Linked DNA regions of Arachis hypogaea: region 2 is linked to region 1. The links are chromatin contacts, called in public Hi-C maps. All regions are on one chromosome and are shown on one strand. The core of a region is the stretch at or near the end of the contact, and the rest is flanking DNA. Distances in the headings are between cores, read along the strand shown. Region 1 holds the start of LOC112741947 (BOI-related E3 ubiquitin-protein ligase 1). Region 2 has its middle 36 kb from the start of LOC112741947.

Region 1 (7,163 bases), core at 2,300-4,799:
GCTTTTTGTCATTAGAATGGTAAATATGAAATTTTAACATTCTTTGGCCTTCTCTCTTCAGTTTTCTTCGCAGCATTGAGAGGAAAAAAAAAATTATGAGTCCCATGCCAATTTTTTAATTTTCCATTCATTTTCTTCTCTGTTCTAAATAATAAAAAATAGACTTTTCCACCAATTTTTTTTTCTTTCATTTTTCTTCCTTTTAAAATTATTTAAACCAAATAATGTGTAAATTGTAATTTGTAGCACATATCATAAATCATGTTTGGCAAAAGAAAAAGAATTAACCAAAGGTTTCTATTCTGATACATAATAAAAGTGTACAAAAACTATAAAACAAAGTGAGAAAAAAAATTCCTTTCTCCACCAAACATGTCTAATTTTTGTATTCTATATGTACATTTGTAATTTGTATGTGAATATTGACCTTAACCAAAACGCGATATAACTTTTATATTTACTGCTAGTCAAACTGAATCTTGATAATAATAATAATAATAATAATAATAATAATAATAATAATAATAATAATAATAATAATAATAATAATAATAATAATATATCATGCAAACTTAATTGATTGGTTGATTCACTGCACCAGGTGATATTATCATGATAATTAGAGGATACACATAATTGTGACAACCAAGTGACAGATCTTTCTCCTCATGCTATTCTTTAATTTTATATATAATATATTATTTTTCAATATATTATGTATAATTTGTTAGGTGTAATGGTATAAGTTTATTAATTGTTTTCTCATATTATGGAACGAATAAACTAAAACTTTGTAAACTATATATGTCTCTTCATGCATGTGATTCGCATGTATTATTCCTCTGTAAATGCTTAACTTTCTATTGAGATTCCTTTTATACGTTGAGCTAGTTTAAGTAGCAGACAGATATCTATGATTGAATTTAGATAGTTTAGGTAGAAAATTGATAAAATGATAAAAGTAAAAAATTAATTATTATTGATTTTTATAATTTTTATAAAATATATATCTCTTATTATCTTAATTTAAATTTAAAAGCAATTAACTTTTTATTTTATTATTTTATTAATTCTCTGACTTTAAAATATCTTAATCCGTATTGACTATGGAATTTTTTTGTTGGCGGACATGCAGTGCCAAGAAGGGAAGGAGTAGCTAAGACCATCTAACTTAATCAACTTTAATAATTGAATGGCTATTGTAACTTATAGCCAGAGATTATTAGACAATTGGTCAAACTTTAAATTTAAATATACATAGCTACAATCTTATTGTTAGTAAATTTGAAGCGTTTTTTAAAAAAAATAATTTTATCTTAAATTATAGGTTTTGACATTGATGTCAATATTTTTAGTTTAAATCACATTGAGAGTAAGATGATCAAAACGATGGGCTAACATGAAATATTATGGTTCTTGAAAAATGACAAAAATTAGAAGGATCAAGGATGGTAATAACAATGAATATTGAGATCTCATGAGTCATAAGTTTCTGAACGAGGTTTTCATGAGTTTTTGTCTTGGTGGCTGCTGGTAATATGGTTTCAAATGGAATTTATATGCTACTATTAGTTAAATTGAGACATGAATATTGTTACCTATGTGTGGTAATAATCATTAAAAGTTGAGTTGATTGAGAAATATTTATGTTTATTCATAAAAGATAAGTTCATTTGATCTTTCTTTACACTTATATATATGTGGCATTTGGTCTTAATTTGGTAAAGTTTTTATTTTTTAAAAGTAATTTATAAAAATTAGTTTTTAAAAGATAACTTTTTAAGAAGTGTAAGATTTATGTTTGATAAATCAAATTAAAAATGATTTTCAATAAATATAAGGAACAATATTTATGTTTGATAAAATAATTTTTAAAATTTAAAAATATTATAAGAGACATAAATTTAAGCGTTAAACTTAAAAATTAGTTAATATATGAGATTATATTAGACTTTTAAAATTTGAAAAGCACAAGCAAACTTTAAAAAGCTCCACCTTAAATGCTAAGTATTCCAATTTTTTAAAAATTACAAGCACAAATCTTTTTGATTTACCAAACACAAAATAAAAAACTTATACTTTTAAAAAGCACAACCACTTTCTCAAAATGTTTTATCAAATTAAGCCTTAGTCTGTTAGTCTTGTAAGTTTTTTAAATTTGTAATTATATTTTATATTCAAAAAATTTTTAATTATATTTTTACATCAATTTTAAATTTATAATCAATCTTTTTTAATGATAAACGTTATAAAAATATTTTCATTCATTTTATACCACTAACCAATATGCTCAACATATTCAGGTTAAATATTTTTAAAATAATAAAAATATGATTAGGAATTTAAAATTAATATAAAAATAATTAAAATTTTTAAAAACACGAAAATTTAATTATAAAATTGATAAAATTATATATTTTTTATTATTTTAACAAAATTATATGAATCAACAAAAATATTTAATCATAATTTAAATATTTATTTTAGTTAAATGAAATTTAACATTCCAAAAATAGAATTATATACTTAATTGAGCAGATACATAAACCCATTAAAATTCATTGATATAAGAATCTTAATAAAAATATTTGATAGGCCTTTTCCATAAAATTAGTGTGAGAATCCGATACAAACGAATCCATCAAATCGTAAAAACTTCCGTTTCCCAGAGATAAGAAAGAAACAGGAAATTTCTATAGGAATATGCAAAATCGTTACAATGAAAGGAATGCACATTATTGGGCGGTGGCAGATGAATATAAATGTTGATCCAAAATTATTGTGGTCCATTAAAAAATATCTTTATCTTCGGTTCACTAAAAATGAATTAAGCACCACTAATCTAATTTAAAAAATAAAATAAAAATTAAATACTTTTTAAATAATAAATTTAAATATTTTATTGATATAATAATATATAATTTAATAATTATATATTTTTTTATATAAAAGGATAAATTCATAAAATAAGGTTGTCTAGTAGTACCTGCAGTGGTTGGATGGAGGGTGAAAGAAAAGAAAATGATGCTATACTGCAGGCATTGATTGTGGAGAGGGGTGGTAGCATGGCCAGCCATATGGCCTGCATCTGCATTTGCCTCTCTCTCTTCACCTTATTTGTTCGTACAGCGACACAACAGTTAAAACAAATGGACCAAGCCACTGCACCGGAGAAGATGGGTGTGACTGTAGATGTGGGACCCATTCAGGGCTCAGCTTTCTTGTCTCCAATACACCCCTCCCATCACGCACCTTGCACGTGCTACCCCACCCTTTGGCCCCATTCATTCTCTCCTGGACCCACGTGTCCTCTTCTCCCCACCGCCACGTCCTGCCAAAGAGTCCGCGCGTAGTTCCGTCAATGACTCAGTGTCACCTGTGTTTCTCAAACTATATTATATGTCATAATAATAAATAATAATAATAATTACGTGTAATATAATAACAGTGCTTTCATTGAGTTTCTAACCGTTACAAAATCATCCAATTCTATATTATTTTACTATATATTATGTTTTCTAGAAATGACTGGGTCCTGCCAATTACCTGAAAGGCAGGGAAAGATGTATATCTCATCTATTAGCTTACATGATTAAAGTCTTTTGTCATTGTTTCCAAAAACAAAAAATATTACAACATCAAGATAACAGTAGAATATAAACGAAAAAGCTGAAACCCCGCAAATTCCAAAACGAGTGAAAGAAGAAAAGTTAAAAGGGGAAAAAAATAAAGAAGGATACCCACAATCCCACATCACATCACATGTTTTCACTATACTAAATAGCACCTACTATTTTTTTAATTAAAGAAACAAATCTAAACCGAGGGGTAATTAAAGGGAATTGAATATGATAGATTGTTAATTAATTTATTATAAATGGAGGGAGAAATGGGGATAGGGGGTTAGATTTTCTCTGACTAGGAAGATGCGTTTGACTTTCTCTCTCTTGGTAAATAAATAAGCGAGACAGAGTCATCAACGCTCCTTTAGTAGTGGGCACCCAGTCACGCAGAAACCACAGCCCTGTTAATATTCTCTCCTCAATTGCAAGAAACAAGAGGAAAGAAAAAGAAGAGGAAAACCGAAAACACGAGAAGTAACCAACTATGGCAGTGGAAGCACCTCACAACCTCTTCCCTCCACAACAGTTTGTGAGTAACACAGAATTCATCAAGCTGAGCCACAACCAGTACCAGCAGCACAACATGATGATGGACGCTGGAATAATAACCATGAATAACAACAACAAAAATACAGCTTCAACAACAACAATGCCGGAATCGTTGCTGATGCCTCTCTACGCATCCTGCGATCCAAACTCGATAAACAAATCAGACAGCGGCCTCACATATCACCACCGCATCTCTCTCCCTCGGAAGCGTTCCAGAGAAGACTCCATAGCTGAATCATCCAACGTCCTCCCGCTTCCTCAGAAAAGCAAACTCTCTTCTCCCTTCCTCCACCACCATAACAACCTCCTCCTACACCACCTCAACAGCCAACACTCCGAGATCGACCAACTCATCTCCCAACACGTAAGCTTAGCTTCTCCATTCCGTTTCCGTTTCCGTTTCCGTTTCTGCTTTTGGAACTGCTCTAACGATTTGCTTTGTTCATCTAACTGACAGACGGAGAGAGTGAGATTGGAACTGGAGGAACAGAGAACGAGGCAGTCAAGAACGTTTCTGACCGCAATCCAAGAAGCGGTTATCACGAAGCTGAAGGAGAAGGACGACGAGATTCAAAGAATGGGAAAGCTCAACTTTGCTCTACAAGAACGCGTAAAATCGCTCTGCCTCGAGAATCAGCTATGGAGGGACCTCGCTCAGACCAACGAAGCCACCGCCAACTCCCTCCGATCCAATCTAGAACAAGTCCTCGCTCACGTCGCCACCGACGACCACCACCAACACCACAACAACAATAACGGTTACGGTTACGACGACGAGGCGGAATCGAGTTGCGCCAGCAACAACCGCCACCTCCGCCTCGAGGATGACGCCGACGACGGAGGAGACTCCGGCGCCGCCGCAGTGAGGATGTGCAAAAAATGTGGGGAGAGAGAGTCGATAGTGTTGCTGCTGCCGTGTAGGCATCTCTGCCTCTGCACAACGTGTGGGTCCACCGTTCGGAACTGCCCTCTCTGCAATTCTGGCATCAATGCCAGTGTTCATGTTAATCTCTCTTAGCACTTTTTCTTCTTTTTTTTTTTTCATACTTTGTTTTCAAATACCATCCAAAATTAGATGAAATTAGTTTTTTTTTTTTTTTGCTTTTTGTTTCTTTTGGGTGTCCAAAGGGCAGTGTAATCGTAGATAGAGTTGACTCTAGAAGGGGAAAAAAATTAGAATTCTTTTGTTAATGTACAGATTTTATTTGATTTTTCACTTTTTCTTACTGTTTTTATTTTTATTTTTTGTTCCCCTCGTTTCATAATTTGGTTATTTATTTCGTAAATCGGTTACTACTATTAGGTCGTGGATTTGGTGGGAACCGGTGGCCGTTAGAGTAGAACTTCTTGCTACTACAAATTCAGCTTCAAAGTTTTAATTAAAGAACAATAACTGCTGATTTTTATTGGAATTTAATCGTGATGAAGTTCTATTGTTGACAAAATGTCTTTGATTCAATTCAAAATCAAACCAGATTAGGCGTTAAGTTGTTCATTTTATTTAATGTTCTTAAATTTGAGCTGTGTACGGATCTTATTTCATCAGCACAATGAAGGGGTGGTTGAAGAAATTACGCTACGTTGTTTTTAAAATAAATTTAACATTGTTATTGTCTTATTGATTAGTCATGGCTATGACAATGAAATCTTTATCTTGATTTAGGTACCTCTTAATATATAATTTAAAAATATAAATAATTTTTGAGTAAGTGATAAGTGATAACTGATAAAGTGGAGGGAATTATTTAGGGGGTGATGAGTAAGATTTTGGCGGGTTGTGTCATTCTGGGTGTAATCTTTACCAGAAAAGAAATATTTAATTTCCCACTTTATATCAAAAAAGGTGGGGGAATAGTAGAAGCAACATAAGAGGAATATGTAAGTGTACTAGGAAAATTAATTAAAGTAGGAAAGAAAGATAGGAAGAAGCAAGAAGTGGTGTGTCCCCCACTTAGGTAAACCTATATATGATGGATAAAATTCTTGTGAGAAGAAAAAGAGAAGAAATCACAATCCAAGTGGGTGATGGGGCGGTGGTGGGTGCCTTAATTCATTCATATGATAGTGCATAATAATGTGGCCACCACCCAAGGAAGCATCAAATTCCCGGAAGCTGTTAATGTGAATGTGATGAATAATGAATGAGTGAGTGGCAATTTCCTTTTGTTTTTGCTTTCTCCATTGTAATCGGTTTGAATAATAATAATAATAATAAATAAATAAAGTAAAGTCCATAAAGTTGACAGAGACCTAAAATCGTCATAAAGTGAAAAAAGAAAAAACAGCAAGGATAAGTAAGACCCTGTTTGTTTGGTTGCTGCAGAGGACTCTGTTACATAAAGCCATCATCATCATCATAACACGGGCAACGATTAGAGTGGAAAAAGTTTCATATGTTCAAATCAACCAATAGGAGGCATCATCATTTTTGTTTTCTTGTTGCACTATTATGGGATGCTTCCTTCCTTCCTCCTCCCAAGTCCTACCCTCCCTTTATTTATTATTATTATTATTTGCCTAACAGTAATAGGCTTCTGCTTCAGCTTCATGCTTTTCCATCTTTGCTATAATTTCTTTGTCCCCACTCTCCTGTAAAAGGTTATCTAATTAGTGTAATTGCTTACACCACCTTCCCATTATAAAATCAAATATATTAATTAATTGTTACTATAAGCTTTATTCTCCTATATCGTATCCTACATCCGATAGTGCCATAGAGCACAAGCAAATCAGGGTAACATTGTAAGAATAAGCTTTTGCGGTTCACTCAATAAATAAGTAGTGGTACCGTACTACCTAAAATTCTTCTTTTTCAATGAAAAATGGAAATAGTTTTTTTTTTTAAGTTTTTTATCAAAAAAAAATTCTATAAAATCAACAATTTTATTAAAATTTGGCCAATATTTAATTAATAAAAAAATAAATAATTTTATATTATTAGATATAATTTTATACTCATAAAAATATTAATAATAATTAATTGATAACTAC
Region 2 (7,163 bases), core at 1,917-4,416, 36 kb before region 1:
GTTAGATTCTATAATAAAGTGGGAAACACTCAAGTTCAAATGGAAGAACTCGATCACCTTCCAAAAATCTGAGATCAAGCTCAGATAAGGGAGGAAGCATTGAAGCAAAGAATGACCATAAAGTACAACAAGAAAGTCATTAGAAGAAACTTCGGCGTGAACAACCTAATATTGATCCGAAATGACAACGTCGTAAAGAAGTCGGGCAAAAAAAAGTTGGCTGCAAACTGGAAAGGACCTTAGAAGATCATCGAAAGGGTTACTTCAAAGTGTCCAATCTACAAGGGAACGAACTCCCAAGGTCGTAGCACGCATGTAACATAAAAAGGTACTACAGTTAGAAAGCGAACCTTATTCCCTAAATACTCTTTTTCCTTAGTTCATGGTTTTTTTCCAAAAAGGATTTTTCTGGAGGGGTTTTAACGAGGCATCATAACAAGGGCTAGGAGTTAGACATAAAGAAAACTCTTAGTAGTGAAAAGCACTTGTAAATCATTTTCATTAATGATAATTCATCCTTTATTCTATTGATTGTTCTACCACACGCACTAATTTAAACTCGAAAAAGTGCAAGAATTATTGCCCGACCAAGATGGTCGGCAAGATAAAGCGACGAGGTCCAAATTAGTAGAAGAAGTTATATAAGTAGATGGTGACCTAACCTCATTAAAGCCACTTAAAAGAAAGTTGGCAAAAGAGGCAAGCCTAAAACGAATCGCAGAAATAACTTGATAAAACCGACTACTTAAAGTCGGTACCTAACTTATAGAATGTCCCGACTAAGGAAACATATAGTCTCGACCTCGTAAAAGAATGATCTAACTAAGTGTCCAACCTCCACCGGCCGACACCCCCAAAATAGGTTATCTGGCCTCGTAAAATAACTCAGCCAAATCAAGTTCAAAAGAGAGTCCTCAGTAACTTGTCAAAATTTTTACTAAGATACAAAGCTACAGAAATCCGAAAGTAGCTACAACAACTCACAATTTAAGCAAAGATATTCAGAAGATATTTGTTAATTCACATAAAAACTACCACAAAATAAATTATAAAAATTTTTTTAAAGGGCCATAGAATACCAGAGAGTTTATGAAAATAAACTAAGAAATGCCTTGTTCGCCAGTGGTCAAGTCAGCAACACCTTCATCTTAAGTTGCAGGGAGGGTCTCGACAAAGGGGTTTGAAGAAGAGGGAAGTTCTTCATCCATTTGAGTCGGGAAGCCTTGGGAGTTCTCCTTAGCTCGGGGACTTATTGTTTTTAGATCTCCAGAAGGAAGGTCATCAGCTACAGGAGGGACAATCCTCCCTTCAACCACAACCAAAAAGGTTACAACAAACAGATATATTTTTAAGGAACATCAACAAAACACCACCAAGAAATCATTTTTTTACACAAACACCAACTGCGTCAGAGGCACAAATGCATTATCCAGCAAGAAACATGGGTGCAAAAAATAAAACAAGAAAGGCAAGACCAACCTTGATGGAGGATCGATTGAAGGAATGCACGTAATAGCAAAACACGAACGTTCCAGAAATCTTCAAGCAAGCACGAATGACAATTCAAAGTAGAAATTCAAGACAGAAAAATCTTGAAATGAAAAATGGAGTTACGATGAAATGAAAAGCCTTGAGAGAGATGAAGTAAAAATCCCAGAAGAAGAAGCAAAAAGAAGAAAGAAAAAAGGGGTTGAATATATATAAGACTCTAGAGGCCAAACAGTAAATTCACCCTCCCTCATTTATGACGCGCACGGTTACTCAAGTAACCATAAGAAACGTGCGAAGGATTATAAAAAGACGCAACGTTTCAGATTCACGAACACGTCGAGTACCTGACCTAACTCCTCGAAAGGCGGTTTACCCGACGTGATAAACCAACACCGTAATAAGACAAGTCCGACTTGTAAATGCTTGAGTCCGATCTGATGAAGTTCGGTCTCAAATAGGAGCAGTGTTCATATCTTGGCACAAAGAACAACCAGGCCCAAAGTAAGTAAACCCAAACAACATATAAAGGCTTCACTAGCACTTACCCGACCTTGTGAAGGTCGGGCTCGACAACACCAACATCAGTCCTACCTACCCAAATTAATAACTACTATAATCTCTTCCATTCATCTAGAAGGAAAATCTCAACAACCTTCTCAACAAAAGTGGACGGTTATCCACCATTAAAGGTAGAGTTATTCAAAAAGGTGGTTATGGACTCTACATGTACAATTATAAATACTCTGACACCTTCAGGTACACTTTGGACTCAATCTACTAAAAACCTGCTTAAACCCTTACTAACTTAAGCATCGGAGTTTCTTGTAAGTACTACCCCCACCTCCTCACGAGGAACTCGGATGGTGGCACCTCGACATAGTAGACATCGGACGCTTCCCAAAAAACGTTTGAACCTCACATTCAAATAAAAAAACCCAATTTCAAGTAACCTTCGGAACACTTACCATCTTGACCAATGATAGACCCATTTCTTATTCATCCACTGGTTCAATATAGTTTTCGCTATACATATTGTAACCATCTATTTTTATGTTTGACGATTAGGCCCATTAACAATAATCATATCAAAGAAATCCAAAATTATGAATTTGAATCTAGACACCACGAACCTATTTTTTATGGATCACTATTGTCATCAATGGAAACATCGAAAACGATTAATCATCATCAGGTACATCTTTTCTTCTCTTTGTCCCCCCCCCCCCCCCTTTCTTGATGAAAAGATACATAGTTATGCGTCTTTTATGATGAAGATTAAGATAGTAGACAAGAACTTGTGGTGGAGTGGTGGTAGAATATATGAAATGGATGGAACAAAAGATAAGATAGCAACATAAGATTGTACATTTGGACCTCACTGATTTAGATGGAATAAGCAATCCTTTCAAGTTTCAAGGACACATCTAATCTTTTGATTTATGTCGGCTTCATCCTCTTTTTTCTGGTGATGAAACTATTTCATGTGGATCCAACTCCTAATAAAATAAGAGTCCACTACTATGAAAAAATTTTGCTTTACTTCAGAGTTTAGATCAGTGGGTAAATGGCTCTTTTTAAGGCCTCAAATCAGACTCTTCTGATGGGCTTTCATTGTCCCTGTGGGCTTTTACCCATTAAATATTAAAACTCAGGTTGGAATTTTTTATAACTAAGCCCATTATATTTTCTAAACTCACTCTTTTTGTGTATTCTACTACGTGTCCTATTAATCTAGTCCATAAAATAACTCTTAACAAAAATATAATGTAATGAATTTTTATCCTTTTTCTTTTGGTAGAATCGAGTAGACATGAATTTGCCATTCAATTTTTTAAATACCTAAACGAACTTGTTTAATTTGTTTTCCAAATGTAACGTAATGAACCATCGAAAAAAAACCTGAGTAGGCCCAAATTTAATTCAACAATTTGTTTTAAGACACGATTCTATTGCTTATCAATAAAAGATACTAAAATATTAGAGGAGTAATAACTTTTGGTTTAAAGCTACCTAATACACTAAATTTTTGACATTTTATTAATTTATGCACATAAATATGTACATGTGAATCATGTTATTAACTTTTTTATTAGTGTTAATTATATATTGGCCAAAAAGTTGTTGGTCATCTACTCATCTAACCGGACCGTAAAAATATAGTATTCCTTAATTTCTCATTGTCATTATTATTTATTAAACTAAATAATGACACTGACATATTTTGTTATCTAATTTCAACCCATCTTAGAATTATAATAATATACGCATGAATGAACACATAATCTCCCATCAAATTAAGGTCAATCTTCAATAAGCATTTTGTCACCTTCAATCATGGCCAGGGAATTGAAATTCCACAAAAAAGCATTTGCATAGGTCCAACAAAAACATTGATGCAAAGAAAATACCAACACATCTATCATCTATATATATCTTAACGTATATTATCATCTCTCTGTTTTTGACATATCCTGTTATTCAAACTTAAAAACGATTTATGATGAATCAACATGTTTTGTTTACATTGGTCAAAACAGGCCATAGGAAAACTGAAAACGGTTGACACAAGACAGGTGTTAATAGCAAATATTATTATTATGTATTAAGGCGGCAATGTGTGAGATTTTGATATACTTCATCATTATTTGCATTGTCATTGTCTAGAGCATGGATGTTTCACCTAACGAAGCTTTTATTTGATGCCAATAATGTTATTTAATTAATTTTGGTTTCCTTGCTTCTAAAGCTATACTCAACATGTTATGGATCGGAACCACAATAATAATATATATTCATAGGCTTTAATTAGTTACTGAAAAAGGGACAATTGCATATAAAATGCATTGTCAAATAATAAAATTTAATTTGTTTTTAATAAAAAAAAATTATGTTATACAGCTACTGTTCAAGTATGTCTTTGGAATACCTATTATCAAGACCCAATATTTTTATTGTATCATTGTTTTCTTGAAATAATGACATGTTTCAAGGTATTCATTTTATTGTATATATCTTTAATTTATTTTGGGATGAAAAATATCATTCATCAAACAATATAAGCCATAATTAATAAAGTGTATCTAGGAGCAAAGTTAACGTTACATCTTCTCTTCGATTTGATTTATATCTGATCTGTTATCATGTTTATTAACAATTTATTTGTTCAAACACTAACCACTATCAGGAAAGGATTATCATGTATTTTTCCACATTTAATTTATATACAACCTGTTTAGAATTTATGATGAATTATAAAATAAATTTGGTATTTATAACTTAAAGATATAATCCAAGTATAATGAGAAAATTAATCTAATATCAAATTAAATCAACAAAAAATAATATGAGCTAGATTTGGATACTCTACTAATATATAATATCTTAGATATATATTCTAACACAACTATTGTGCAGTGCTAATATCATGGGTGAGTTATTTATTTATTTATTTAACTATTAGCTCATACTCCTAGGAGTAGCTTATATCATTTGACAAATTTATTATTTTATATTAAAAATACTGAGAGTTTGTACTTACTAATTTTTTCCTTAATAATTAAGTGACCATAAATATTATTTTGGTGATAAAAAGTGACAACTATTGGTGATATAAATAAAAAGTTAGCAAAATGATGAAGTTTGTGCTGTACTTTGAAATTTCGTCCGTTCAATAATATATATCTTCATATATTTGGCTGGATTACTTTCAATTACAACCTCAAAATAGCAATAACGAACTTGAATGTTCAGTGCACAATAATAGTTGCATTATTATGCACACTCCATAAAATAATATAGGAAAATAGTATATGATATAACCTACGACAACTAAAAATTCCTATAATATATAGAAATTATTCCCCTCACATGTTGATGAAATTTTCATTTCTGATAAGTGATATAAGATTAAACTAAACTAGATTAAGCCAAGTACTACACCTCCTATTTAATTATTATTGAAACTTCTAACGCGTGGATATGCTAACATATATGCCATGTGGTTGCTTTCCACCCACTAACGAATAACTATTTAAAATAATAATAATAATAGTTTTTTTGACCTTTTATTTTATTGGGTTTGTTTATTTAACATAGCTCCATGTGATGAAAGAAAGAGACATGTGTGATAGATAGTTTGAGATGGAACAATGCAAGTCCTGTAATTAGAAAAATGATGAGAGAGGAGGTGCAAATTTTGTGGGTTTTCCACTTGTTTTTAAAACAAAGAAACAAACAAAAACGTATATTTAATCATATCAACTTCGTCACTAAAGCCAAACGAGTACTCCACCATATAAAATTGATTTCAAACTCGGAAAGGAGACAAAGAAAACAATCATCCTTTTACATCACTCCCAGATATTGATGTTCATATTCATATTGGTCCACACCCCCCTCTTTCCTCTTGTGGGCTCCCTTCTAATACTACTTTCACTTATCTACGTGACCCTTCAAAACACTCTAAATTAGTTTTTTCAAAAAGAAATTAATTATTCGTAATTCACACAAGTTTGTCGTTATCATCAATGGATTGGATAACTCATACATTTTTTTTTAAAACTAAAGTCACAAATTTTAAATCTTCAACAAAAAAGTTCGTTTAGACTAGGGTTGTTAAAGATCCGTCCAAACCAAAATTTGATCAGGATTTAAAATATATTTGGTCATGTTTAAATTTATAACTTATCCTTTGTGATTTTCGAGCTAAATTCGAGTTATACTTTAAATAAACTTATTTCATCTGAAATTGTATTTTATAATTAAAATATTATATATTTATATTTTAATTAATATTTGTCATATTATTATATGATATAGTTTTTTTAAATTTAATTTTTAAAAATAAAATTATTATATAAATTTACAAAATTATATACTAATTATATATTAGATTGATCAAATTTAACTTGATTTTTAGAATTGCGCTCCTAGGTTAGACTAGTGTTTAAAAACATTTAGTACTTTGAAATTTAGATATATTAAAGATTCAACATATATATCATATCCAAATATATTAATTTTCTTAATAAAACAAACTTTTAAATTGAATGATACTTTGAAACGATATACATAGTTTTGATTTTAAAAAAAAAAAAAAATTGTATCAACAAGGGTGCTTAGCGGGGTGGCATCGGAAAGTGACGCAGCAAAAATCTCTATCAGTTTGGTTCTCATTTAATTGTTGGCTTTTGCAAATTGTGGTTTCACTAGAAACTTGCTTTATTTGTCAATGGGGGCTATCATTTTGTCTCTTCAATTTCAACCTTATGTGTGACTCGTAATTCATATTCATTCACATTAATGCATCCAATTATTCATATACGCGTTAATAAGGACCAACATCGTTGATTGATTGCTCTTTTCAAGAGCATGCATCCAAAATATATACGATAATTATTGTCATGTTGTTTTCAAATGTCTGGTCAATTTTATATTTTCTCTCTTGCATTATATTGTATTGTATATTAATTGCCACTAAGTTGGAACCATTGAGTTGTTTGACAAATAATAGTTAGGGTTATATTTATATGTGAACAAGAAGCTTCCAGGAAAAAGAAGGATATTCATCATTATACATTTATAGATCTAGAATCAACACTAATCATGATTTAAGAAATTTTGTTAACTAAAGAGGAAATTCTAGTAAAGCAATGATGATATATATTAGAATA

What was found. A called contact is a pair of places that touch in the nucleus more often than the background predicts.
Region 2: a Hi-C map of leaf shows a contact between it and region 1, with 4 times the contacts expected there. The contact joins the enhancer-like site here to the promoter of LOC112741947 in region 1. A contact is called at or near these places in 3 of 8 Hi-C or Micro-C datasets (leaf and an unstated tissue).

What each region holds. Positions count from the first base shown.
Region 1 is chr14:34,381,332-34,388,494 of arahy.Tifrunner.gnm2.J5K5, reverse strand. It overlaps LOC112741947 (BOI-related E3 ubiquitin-protein ligase 1), which reads left to right and starts at 3,549. Exons shown (of 2, transcript XM_025791141.3): 1 at 3,549-4,536; 2 at 4,630-5,388. The coding sequence starts at 4,108. The coding sequence ends at 5,190.
Region 2 is chr14:34,416,919-34,424,081 of arahy.Tifrunner.gnm2.J5K5, reverse strand. No RefSeq gene overlaps it. Among protein-coding and RNA genes, the nearest start is that of LOC112741947, 36 kb to the right of the region's middle. Within about 2 kb of position 3,166, at least 3 of the 3 cell types and tissues checked have open chromatin away from gene starts, as enhancers often do.